Linked DNA regions of Nomascus leucogenys: region 1 is linked to region 2. The links are chromatin contacts, called in public Hi-C maps. All regions are on one chromosome and are shown on one strand. The core of a region is the stretch at or near the end of the contact, and the rest is flanking DNA. Distances in the headings are between cores, read along the strand shown. Region 1 has its middle 31 kb from the start of ADIPOR2. Region 2 holds the start of LOC115832880.

Evidence for each region. A called contact is a pair of places that touch in the nucleus more often than the background predicts.
Region 1: a contact with region 2 is called in a Hi-C map of an unstated tissue, with 3 times the contacts expected there. The contact joins the enhancer-like site here to the promoter of LOC115832880 in region 2. A contact is called at or near these places in 3 of 4 Hi-C or Micro-C datasets (a lymphoblastoid cell line and an unstated tissue).

The regions. Positions count from the first base shown.
Region 1 is chr23:31,049,461-31,055,233 of Asia_NLE_v1, forward strand. No RefSeq gene overlaps it. Among named protein-coding and RNA genes, the nearest start is that of ADIPOR2, 31 kb to the left of the region's middle. Within about 2 kb of position 2,176, the one cell type or tissue checked has an H3K27ac peak away from gene starts, as active enhancers do. A contact at or near this core is called in a lymphoblastoid cell line, where this site is marked.
Region 2 is chr23:30,778,106-30,783,739 of Asia_NLE_v1, forward strand. It overlaps LOC115832880, which reads left to right and starts at 2,099. Exons shown (of 3, transcript XM_030804453.1): 1 at 2,099-2,624; 2 at 2,660-2,719; 3 at 2,752-3,410. The coding sequence starts at 2,099. The coding sequence ends at 2,927.

The DNA of each region.
Region 1 (5,773 bases), core at 926-3,425, 270 kb after region 2:
ATCATAGCTCACTGCAGCCTTGACCTCTCAGGCTCAAGCGATCCTCCCACCTCAGCCTCCTGAGTAGCTGAGACCACAGGTGCCCACCATCATGCCCAGCTAATTTTTCTATGTTTTATAGAGACACATTTACACCGTGTTGCCCAGGCTGGTCTCAAATTCCTGGGCTCAAGCGATCCTCCTGCCTCAGCCTCCCAAAGTGCTAGGATTACAGGCAAGAGCCACTGTGCCCGGCCTTGTGTGTCTTTAAATGTTTTTTGTTGTTGTTCTTTGTTTGTTTGTTTTTTGAAACAGAGTCTCCCTCTGTCACCCAGGCTGGAGTGCAATGGCATGGTCTCGACTCACTGCAAACTCCACCTCTTGGGTCAAGTGATTCTCCTGCTGCAGCCTCCCAAGTAGCTGGGATTACAGGCGCCCACCACCATGCCTGGCTAATTTTTGTATTTTTAGCAGAGACAGGGTTTCACCACGTTGGCCAGGCTGGTCTCGAACTGCTGACCTCGTGATCCACCTGCCTCGGCCTCCCAAAGTGCTGGGATTACGGGTGTGAGCCACCGCACCCTGCCTTTAAATGTTTTACATGCACATCCTTGTCATCGTTTTCATTTAATTACTTTCCACTAGTTTGTAAGGGCAGGGCCATAGTGGGCCAGTCCCAAGGCCATGGTGGGCCAGTCCCAGCATTCTTTTGCCTTCACTCTACCCGAACACAAAGGTCTGCACAGAACACCATCATTCAGGCATTGGGGATTAAAAATTAAGATCGAGGAAAAAGCAAAATAAAACAAGATCATTATTTGTCATTGAGGACTGGGTGGGCATTCCCTCATTCTTATTGCCTTCCATAGTCTATCTCAGCAGCTTGACATTCTGCACCTTCTATTAGCTCGTGGCCTGGCTGCATCGTCCCTACAGACATTTTACCCCTAAGCAGCCTCCTTCCTTCTTCCCTTCCTTTCGCCCTTTCTTCCCTCCTATTTTCCTCCTTCCTTCCTTCCCTCCTTCCTTTCTTTCCTTCTCCCTCCCTTTCTTCATCCCTTCCCTCTTTTCCTCCTTTCCCTTCTTCCCTCCATCCTTCCTTTCTTCCTTCCTTCCCTCCATCCTTCCTTCATCTTTCTCCTTTCTTTCCTTTCTTCCTCCTTTAATTCCCTCCTTCCTTCCTTCATCAAATGTTTGCTGTACTGCTAACAGAGTCCATGCTGTGCTTGGTGCAGACAATTCTGTAGTGAACAGTGCGACAGATAACTGGTGCTGCCTTCAGCAAGCGTACAATCTAGCAGGCATCCTACAGTGAATCGGCCACTAGATAACTCAGCACCCATTTCCAGAGACCATCTCTCTCTCCAGTGGCTCCAACTGTAGCCGCTCTCAAGCCTCCACCATCAAACTGTGTCCTTTAGAAAATCATTGTCTTCTCCCCACCAGAGGAGAGAGCTGCTAAGTGCTCTGACCCCCTTGCTTCCAGCACGTTAATACGAATTGGGATTTGGTGGCCTCACACGCATAGGCTCACGATCCTCACAGGGGAGAGGGAAGACGCCACGATCTGCATTTTACCGACAGGAGGCGCAGGAACTTGCCGGAGATCGCAGAGCAGGTTCGTGCCCAGGTGGTGGGAAGCGACTCTCAGGCTGGGAGACACTGCCGCCCCGTCCAGCCAGTTGTTTTCCCCGGGGCTCCTGCTTCCGGACGGCCTTCCTAGACAAGAGAGCAGGCTGGGGCGGCCCCGCCTCCCAAGGGCCGTGCTGAGTGCCCAGTGCACCCCTTCACTCCGCACTCTGCCCCAGCGGACCCCCCAGGCAGCCTCATGTTCTCGGGCAGGTGCGCTGGGGGGCGGGGCACGGAAGAGCGGGCAGCTCCTCCCGGTTAGAGGCCCTCCTCCCGGCCAGGCCCTGGGCCACGAGCGGTAAGAAAGGCAGGGTCCCCATCCTTGCAGCTGGTGGGTGCTCGGCTAACCGAGCTTCAGGAAGCTCTGCTTGTGCCCTGAGGGAATCTCACGGAGGGCGAGCGGAGCACACACCGAGTCCTCTCTCCCCACAGCGGACCTCTCAGGAGGGAGGCGGGAAGTGAGGAGAGGGAGGCGGGAAGTGAGGAGAGGGAGGCGGGAAGTGAGGAGAGGGAGGCGAAGGGGCGGCGGAACCTCCGGAGGCGCAGCTCAGGCACAGCAGGCCGCGGCCACAGAGGGCTGGGCCTGGGGGCGAGGGGAAGCCCGGGAGGGGAGAGGAAGACAGCGGTGGGGCCGCGAGGCCAGGAATCAGGAATCCGGGCAGGGGCAAATTGGCCCAAGTCTGCACGTTCTTTAGCCACCTCTGCAGTGGGAGAAAACAGGAAGAGAGGGCTGGACAGCGGGCGGTGCAGCGGGGGAAGGGTGAGAGGATGCACGTGTGACTCGCTCTGCTCCCGCGGAGGTGCCCGTCCGCTGACATGGCCCCGCGGGGTGGGGAGTCGCTGCATACAGCGCCTGAAGGCAGTTCCCGGCGAGGGAGGCGGAGCCATTTCCCGAGGGCGGAGCTGCGGCCCAGCCTCCCGCCTTCCGCCTCCCGCCTCCCGCCTCCCGCCTCCCGCCTCCCGCCTCCCGCCTCCCGCCTCCCGCCTCCCGCCTGCCCCGCGCCAAGTCCACCGCGAGGCCTTCGAGGGGAGAGGGAACTCGAGGCTGCTGCTGGGGCGGGGTTGGGGTGACTGGCAGTGGGAGAGCCAGACAGGGGAGGGGCGAAGATGAAGTCAGGGAGGGCACACAGCTCCGGGAGGGCCGTGCTGAGGCGGAGGGCACAGCAACGGTGGGGGTCTCAGTGGGCCGCAGGGGGGGCGCTGAGCACGGAGGCTTCAGGTCCCGAAGGAGCGATGGCGCGGTGACAGGGGCCCAGGCGCGGCTCGGCTCGCTGGCGGATGAGGGGCTGGGAGGAAGACGTCCGTGCGCCCCTGACCCTCAGTGCTTTGCAGGTGGGCGGAGGACAGGGACCCAAATGCAGAGAGGACGGTCCGGCTGGAGAGACGGCTGAGCGAAGGGCTGCAACAGTGGGGTGTGAAGACCCTGACTGAGAGCAGCACCTCCCGCCCACATGGGGGTGGCCAGGAGGCGAAGAGCCTTTACCCGGAGGGTTTTCAACTGAATGACATTGTCAAAGAAAAGCCAGGATCCACTAAAGCAAGAAGTATTAAAAGCATTTTAGGGAAAGTCATTTAAAGCTCTATAAGATTGTATTTTTATGGAATCTTCTAGATTCTTCCCCTGGAATCAGAGTTGGATTTTCCATTAAGTGAATGAAGCTCAAGTTTCAGGGCCTCTCCCTCGCTTTCTAAGGCCTGTTCATAATTCCGTATTTGTAATTATTTAAACTGCCCCACCCTGATTATATAACTTTTAGGTCCCACAAAGGCTTAGCCAGTCTCTGCCTTTGAACTCCACGGGTTGGGAGGATGAACGAACTTCCACGTTTTGATTTCCAAACAATTTCCCTACCCTTGCATTGTTAAAAGATAAGCAGGAACAAGTGTTCTAGCTGTGAGTGAATTTTTTTTCTTAACATGTTTTGGCCTGGATACTATCCGAAGGTGTTACCCAAGCAGCCGGGTGACTTTGGTGAGGACACAGTTACCCAATACTCCCCAGCTCAGGGTGAAGGTCAGGTGGCACGTTGGCAGGACATGTGACTCACATGCACAGGTGTGTTCCGTGGGAGGAAGGCTTGGAACAGGCACCTGTGTGTGCCCAAGTGTTTCTAGCAAACACGGGGACCTGAGTGTCTAAGCACAGGCCCACTTTACAGGGGTCTCCTGAGAACTCCCCCTCCTGGGAACTGTGCCTTCCCAGCCAGAAGTCACTCATACAGAATGTTCCCAACTTATGAATGGGCATTGTTCTCAGAAAGAGAATTTGTAAGTCACTTGTTTAGAACGGGAAGGCATCTCCCCAGATAAACAAGTGTATGTGTGATCTTTGTTATTCAGGAAAGCCTAAAAGAACATCTTGTGTCCCAGAAATCAAGGACCGTACAATGGTAACAGAAAACTCCAGCTGGTGGAATCATGTGGCCCTCAGAAAATGCCTTCCAACTTCTAGCCTGAGATCCTGGGAATCTTCTCCGCTGTCACAGACCTTCTGTAAGGAGGGACGCTTCCCAGCTCCACATCCCTGATGTGGCTGCCATGGCCTAGGGCAGAGGCCAGTGAGGAGAAGTAGCTGGGTGTAGGCAGCCAGGCCCTGGGGGCTGGGGGGACAGAGTCCATTCCCAGAGATCCTTTCAGAGTCCGCTCCCTGTCCGTGTCCTCTGAGGGCCCGGGGTGGGCCTCCTTGCCTTTGCCTTCTTGAAGTTTCCTTGGCCAGGAGCGGAGGCTCATGCCTGTAATCCCAGCACTTTGGGAGGCCAAGGCGGGCAGATCACTTAAGGTCAGGAGATCAAGACCAGCCTGGCCAGCATGGTGAAACCTCGCCTCTACTAAAAAAATACAAAAATTAGCCGGGCGTGGTGGCACGTGCCTGTAATTCCAGCTACTCAGGAGACTGAGGCAGGAGAATCGCTTGAGCCTGGAAGGCAGAGGTTGCAGTGAGCTGAGATCATGCCACTGCACTCCAGCCTGGGTGACAGAGTGAGACCCTGTCTCAAAAAAAAAAAAAAAAAGAAGACGTTTCCTAAGTCTTTGATTCTTAGGACAAAGTGGTAAACAGACTGGGGACTTAAAAAAAAAAAAAGACTCCCATGTGGTGGGGGTGGAAGGTGGAATGCTCATTTTTCAGGTACTGGCCTTCTCAGGAAAGACCAAGACCAACATAGAGAAGGATGGCGGATTTCTGGGTATACAAAAGACCAAACAAATCCAGATCATCAAGGTTAGACCCCTTGCATTTGTGGTTGGCTTCAGTTGAGATGATTCCCAAGAGCTTACATAATAAACTTTACTTTTTAAAAAAGCATATTTTCATTGATCTTGCCATGATATAAGCAAGCTATATCTTATACACTTATCTGTGTCTATATAAGATATACCATTACCCTTTTCTTTTTTAATACAGGGTCTTGCTCTGTCACCCAGTCTGGAGTACAGTGGCTCCATCCTAGCTCACTGCAACCTCAAACTTCTGGGCTCAAGTAATCCTGCTACCTCAGCCTCCCAAAGTGCTGGAATTACAGGCGTGAGCCACCATGCCCAGCCTCAATATTTTAAAAGTTTATATTTTACAAAAGGCTTTCACATCCATATGATTTAATTTGAGGTAGAGAGAGTATTATTTCTGTTTTATTGCTAAGGAAACTGCCTGGAATCACTTAACTAGTTGGTTGGGAAGCCAGGTCCTCTGTACTGAATCCTGTGCCCTTGCTGTTTTTTTTTTTTTTTTTTTTTTTTTTTGAGGCAGAGTCTTGCTCTGTTGCTCAGGCTGGAGTGCAGTGGCGCAATCTCGGCTCACTGCAAGCTCCGCCTCCCGGGTTCACGCCATTCTCCTGCCTCAGCCTCTCCGAGTAGCTGGGACTACAGGCGCCTGCCACCACGCCTGGCTAATTTTTTGTATTTTTAGTAGAGATGGGGTTTCACCGGTTTCACTGTGGTCTCGATCTTTTGACCTCGTGATCCGCCCGCCTCGGCCTCCCAAAGTGCTGGGATTACAAGCGTGAGCCACCGCGCCCAGCCTCCCTTGCTGTTTTTAGAGGCTGATTAACTCCTGAAAGGGAGACGGGACACACAGAACCCTTTAGCTGAAATGAATCTCCAGAGAATGTCTGGTTTTCTCCTGGGCTCTAGACTCCACTAAATTCTAAAAACATCTAAATGCTCTTAT
Region 2 (5,634 bases), core at 849-3,348:
GCTCACACCATCTCCCCTGCTGTGGAGAGAGACACTCGGTTCACGTTGAGTCTGGCTTCACTGCCAGGTCCCTGCCAGGGCTGGGAAGCTCCAGCCCTGGGTAACCACCGCCAGGAACTCTGTCCTGCGTTCTTTTGTCACGATCTTGGAGTTTGTTCTTGACGTTGAGCAGACCAGGGCGGCCTGCCCTTGGCCATGGGCCTAGGAAGCCGTGGTGCCAGGCTGCCCGCAGAGACCCCGCCACTCCCCACGTGCATCTGGTCCCAGCCTCTGAAGCCCTAAACTTCTTGCCTCTGCTATTCTGCTGCTGTTGCTTTTTCTTTTCTCTCCCGCCCCCACCCTCGGGCACACGAGCAATCAAGGTAATCTTGCTCCTTAGTGTATATAAACCTTCGTCATTGGTTTGGACAAGGACCCTTTAAAAGTTCATTTCCTCCCTTTTATGTCTGTACCCCACTCCCATTCCCTACAACCCCTCAGCCATTGTATTGTGTTCAATGTGTTATTTTTTGTTTGTGTTTTTACAAAATGTATATTGTTTTGTGTGTGTGGCTTTATGTTAATTCTACAGAGATGTAAGATGCACACAGAAAAGTATGCAGAGTCCTCAGCGCACAACTCAGCGAAGTTTATAAACAGCCGCCTGTGTGTGTCTGCATACGTGTATTAACCCACATCCAGACGACAATCTAGAACATTTCCGACACTCCAGAAGGTCTCGTATATACCCTGCTTAGTCAAACTAACCTTCCAGGATGTCACTATGCTGATTCCTGTCATCACAGGTTTCTTTCTGGAATTTCACATAAATGGAGTGACACAAAGCAGCGTCTTCACCGTCTTTTATCTGGATTCTTTCACTCCTCGTGATGTCCATTTTTAATCGCTGTGTAGTATTCACTTACATGAAACTCTGTGGACCTTTTTTTTTTTAGGATAGGATCTCACTGTCACCCAGGCTACAATGCAGTGGCTCTATCAGCTCACTGCAGCCTCGACCTTCTGGGCTCAAGCGATGCACCTGCCTCAGCCTCCTGAGTAGCTGGGACCACAGGTGCCCGCTGCCACGCCCAGCTTATCTATTTTTAATTTCTGTGGTTCTGTGTTATGAATCCCGTTTTGGCATTCCCTCCACTAGCTGCCATGTTTACGTGTCATCCTCATCGCCACGTGCACGTGTCATCCGCCAGTGCTCCATGCAATGCTCCACCACGGCATCCGCCACTCTGCCACCAGCTCTGCGGGGTTGGGCGCACAGGCCCCAGTCATGGCCCTGCCCCGATGAGATGCTGGTCCTCTTCCTGCTCATTCACTCCCCTGTACTGCACTGCTGGGGTCAGACAAGGCTCCATCTGAGAAACCCATGACTTCAAAAGAAAGAAGCCTTTGTCCTCAAATTTGGTAACAGGCAAATGGTCTGTGTGGAAGCCCTGTCTGCAGCCTCTGCTAACACCAGGATGTACTGCCCTCACTGCTCCTCGGACATGCCCCCGGCTCAAGGCTGAGCATTCCTGTATCTATGCAGGAAGGCCAGGGGGACTGGCTCCCAAACGTCGGCCAGAACCTTGGGGGCACCCAGGGAGACTGGGGCCCTCCACCTCAGGGCTTTGGATCCAGGTCTGGGACAGGCCCTGGAAATCAGCAGCAATCCTGTGGCCATAAGGGGAGCTGGCTGGAGGACAACCTGAAATGCCGAGGGCAGCAGGAGGAAACACGGAAGGAACCTGCGTCCTGGGTGACGTCCCGGACCTGCTGCACTCGCCAGCCCTGGAGCCACCTGCCTCTGGCTTCGTGTGAGCTGTCACACTGTTACTGTTATTTCGGTCCCCAAGTAGCGGTTTCCTGCCCCTTGCAGCCAAAAGCACTAAGTGGTGCCCACCCCACCCCTGCCGGGCACTCTTCTGATGGCTCTGAGCTCCCTGAGGCAGGGGCGAGGCAGGGTCTATGCTCCACTCTGAGGGCCCAGTGGAGCAGCAGGTGTTCGGACACATGGGGTTTACTCCAGGCAGAAACCACCCTCCTACGGGCATGAGACCCAGGCAGAGCGAGCTCTCTGGCCTCTTGGTGTTTTCTTTTGTGTCTGTCTTCTCAGCAGCCTATGAGCTCCTCCAGGGCAAAAAATCACCATCACGCTGAGGGGTTCTGGACCCTGGGGCCAGGCACAGGGCCAGGCACACAGTGGATAGGTAGCAAAGGCTTGCTGGGCGCTGTGGGAGAGAAGGGAGGGGAGGCATTGAGGAGCAAGAGAAAAGGAGAAGCCAAAGGCCAGACGGGCAGAGAAGGAAAGCTTCGTGGAGCGCAGTCTCTTCATCGCGACCCAGGGAGGCCCACCAAGAGCAGAACTGAGGCTGTGAAACAGAGGGATGGAGGCCTGAGGGACCCAGGCCAGTGGGCACCGACAAGTGAGCCTGAGCAGACAGAACCATCCCCATGCTCATCTGGTTCCCTCCTCCTCCTCCTGCTCCTCACCCCCTTCCTCCTCCACCTCCTCCTCCTCCCCCTCTCCCTCCCCCTCTTCCTCCTCCTCTGCTTCCCCCTTTTCCTCCTCCTCCTCCCTTTCCTCCTCCTCCTCTTTCTCCTCCCCCTCTTCCTCCTCCTCTTCCTCCTCCTCTTCCTCCTCCCCTCTTTCTCCCCCTTCCTCCTTGTCTTCCTCCTCCCCCTTCCTCCCCCTCTTCCTCCCCTTCTTCCTCTTCATCCTCCCCCTCTCCCTCCCCCTCCTCCCTATTCCTCCTCCTCCTCCGTCTCTTCCTCCTTCTTCCCCTCTTCCTCCTCCCCCCTTCTTTCCCCCTTCCTCCTTCCCCTTCCTCCTCCTCCTCCTCCTTCCCCTTTTCCTCCTCCTTCTCCTATGCTCTTTTTCCTCCTCGACCTTTTCCTCCTCCTCCTCCTCCTTCCCCTGCTTACTCCTCCTTCCCCACACTCTGAAATGAGCACATGGCTCACACTGAGAGGACAAACTCCAGCTGAATTTAGTTGTAGCTGTGCTTCCCCAAAATGCTTTGAGGATTCATGAGAACCAGTAGATGCCTCTCTGCTTCCTCACTACACACCTAATTTTGTAGCCCCAGAACAGGTGTGACTCAGGCAGAGGAGGGGCTACACAGGTGTCAGTGCCCCCAGCCCTAGGGAGACCACTACAGACAGACTTCCCGGTGGGACCTGGCCCCCGCCCATGCATGGTGGCCACGGGCATGAGGAGGATGATAATGACAAGGGAAGCCACGATGACCACAGGGTTTATAGAGATCTCGCCATTTGCTGGGCAATGTGGAGGAATGTTACACCATGTCGCCTCCCCGTCACCTGCAGGGCAGGTATCATTGCCCTGCATTCTATTGAGGAGGAAATTGAGCTGGAAGTGCCCAAGATCACATCGTTAATAAGTGGCAGGGCCTAAACAGGCCCTTAGCCACTACAACACTCCTTGTTGCCACCGTGTTGGAAGCTTAATCAGGATTAATTCTTCTTTCAAACTCAAATGCTACCCCCGTTGTGTTAACCTCTTCAGAAGTGTCTGCCAGTGTGTTCCGTAATGATCCAAGAGCCCTTCTCACATTCATCCTTGACTATCACGGTCTTCACGTTGATTGTGTCCCTGGTGTATCTCTGAGCGCAAGGATCCCATCCCCTCACCTCTGTATCGCCCCTGCGGTGCCTGACACGGAGAGAGGCCCATCCCACGAAGCCTCGCGCAGGCAGTGCGGTGAGTGCAGGCAGCCTGGGCTCGGTGGTCCTGGCTCTTTCGTGAATGGGGCATGACACTGAGGAGGGCCCCTCTCTCCTGGTCTCAGTTATGTTTCTGGAAAGTTGAGGGCTGAGCTCCGGTAATTCCAGAAGCCCCTTTGAGCATGAGCATTTCTCTGCCACTTCCTCCGGGACTGTTTCCAGAGGGGGAACCGGGGTCCGGAGTCCTCCTCTGTCCTCTGAGGCGTGCCCAAGGCTTTCAGCACGGGAACATCAGCCCAGCTAAGGGGAGCCACCCCTGAGGGCGGCGGGCTAAGGGAACAAGAGTTCACCAGTGAAGGCCAGCCACAGTCACCAAACGGTCACACCCTTAATTCCATTTCTCTAACAGGAAACACTTGCACCATTTCTGTACGTTTCCCCCATCAGGAGGAAGTAGATGGACACTTCCTAAGGCCAGTGGGATTCATTTTAATCCCATCGTCACAGTGTCTAAGGCAACGTTTTCTCCACGGATTGCTTGAAGGAGAACCGGGACAGCAGCCCTGGCTCCTGGCTGGTCTTCATTTGTTGGCCCTGGATAATGCCGACCCTGGTGTGACCCTCAATAGACCCTTGACCAGCCCTCTCTGGCCTTTCTGGAATGCTGTCCTCGGGGAGTTCAGAAGAGCAAATTCCCAGCAAGCTGCCAGCCTGGACCAGGCATCCTTCCTGGAAGCTGGCCTGGTTCTCCGAGGAAGCACTGGGCTTCCTGCCAGGCTAGCCCCGCCCCCCCACTCTCACTGCTGAGTTGCCTCTTCCAGGCTGCTATGGCCTCCGGGCTTGGCCTGGTGCTCTGAGCTGCGCATGGTTACATCTCAGCACGTTTCCAACACTCGGATTAGCTGGCATGGGCCCCAGTATTTCTAATGGCAGGGCTTAGGGACTGATTTCCACTGCAGTGGCGGCTGCCCACCTCCTCAGGGCTCTGACCGGGCACGGCGGCAGAGGTGCACGTCTATGTGAAGTAGGTAGCTGAAAGGGAGGCTGTGAGGACTTCTGATTTCAAAGCGACTCTCCCAGGATTCCATCCCCCTCCCTCCTGACTGCTGGGCAGCCAGGGCTCTGGCCGGCATGGCTTCTGGGCCCCTCTGCTTCCCCTTGTCCTCTTCAGCCTCAGCTGACTGTGTAGTCACAGCCTCTTGCCTGCCCCAAAGGGGATGGAAAAGCTGCAGATGGCGATGACCTGGAGACCAGACTTTCTAGCAACATGACCCTACTGGACGGAGTCACTGCAAAGGGCAGTGAGGTGGCTTCCAAAGAGGGGCAACATGGTCAACACCTGTCCGCATGCCCCAGCGAGCACCCTGGAAACTCTGCCTTCTGGCCTGACGTGATGGGAATAACCAAGACCATCTTGCTGGGGGCCAGCTGACCTCAGCCCAGCTGCATCCTCCATCTCCCCGTCCCCTTTGACAAGGCTTTTATACCATGTGTCACCAGGGTCCATCTTGGCAGACAGCTAACCTGTGTCTTAATGTGTATGGGATATGCATTCATCTGCATGCGCTGCACACGTGCTTGGTTGGTACTGTGTGGTGCATTACGTGTGTGCATGCGTGTGTGTGTATGTTCATGTGTGTGCTCACTGCCCGCCGCCCGCAGTCATTAAGCTCACTATGTTCCCTAAGCTTGCCTTGCTGCTTCCTCATGAGCTCAAACGTCTCACATTTGCATAGAACATCATGAGCTCACGTGCACTGTCTCCGATGATCCTCCGACCCAACTCTCTTGTATGTAGATGACAAAATTAAGACGGAAAAGGCCAAGGTTGCACAGGAGATCAGTTTCAGGGTGCACACTAAAACCCAGGTCTGCTGACTCACATGCGGGTGAGGCTTGTTCCCCTGCACGCAACCAGAAAGGCTGTGAAAGGCTCCCAGAGCAAATGGGCCCCTGGGCCCCACAGCTGAG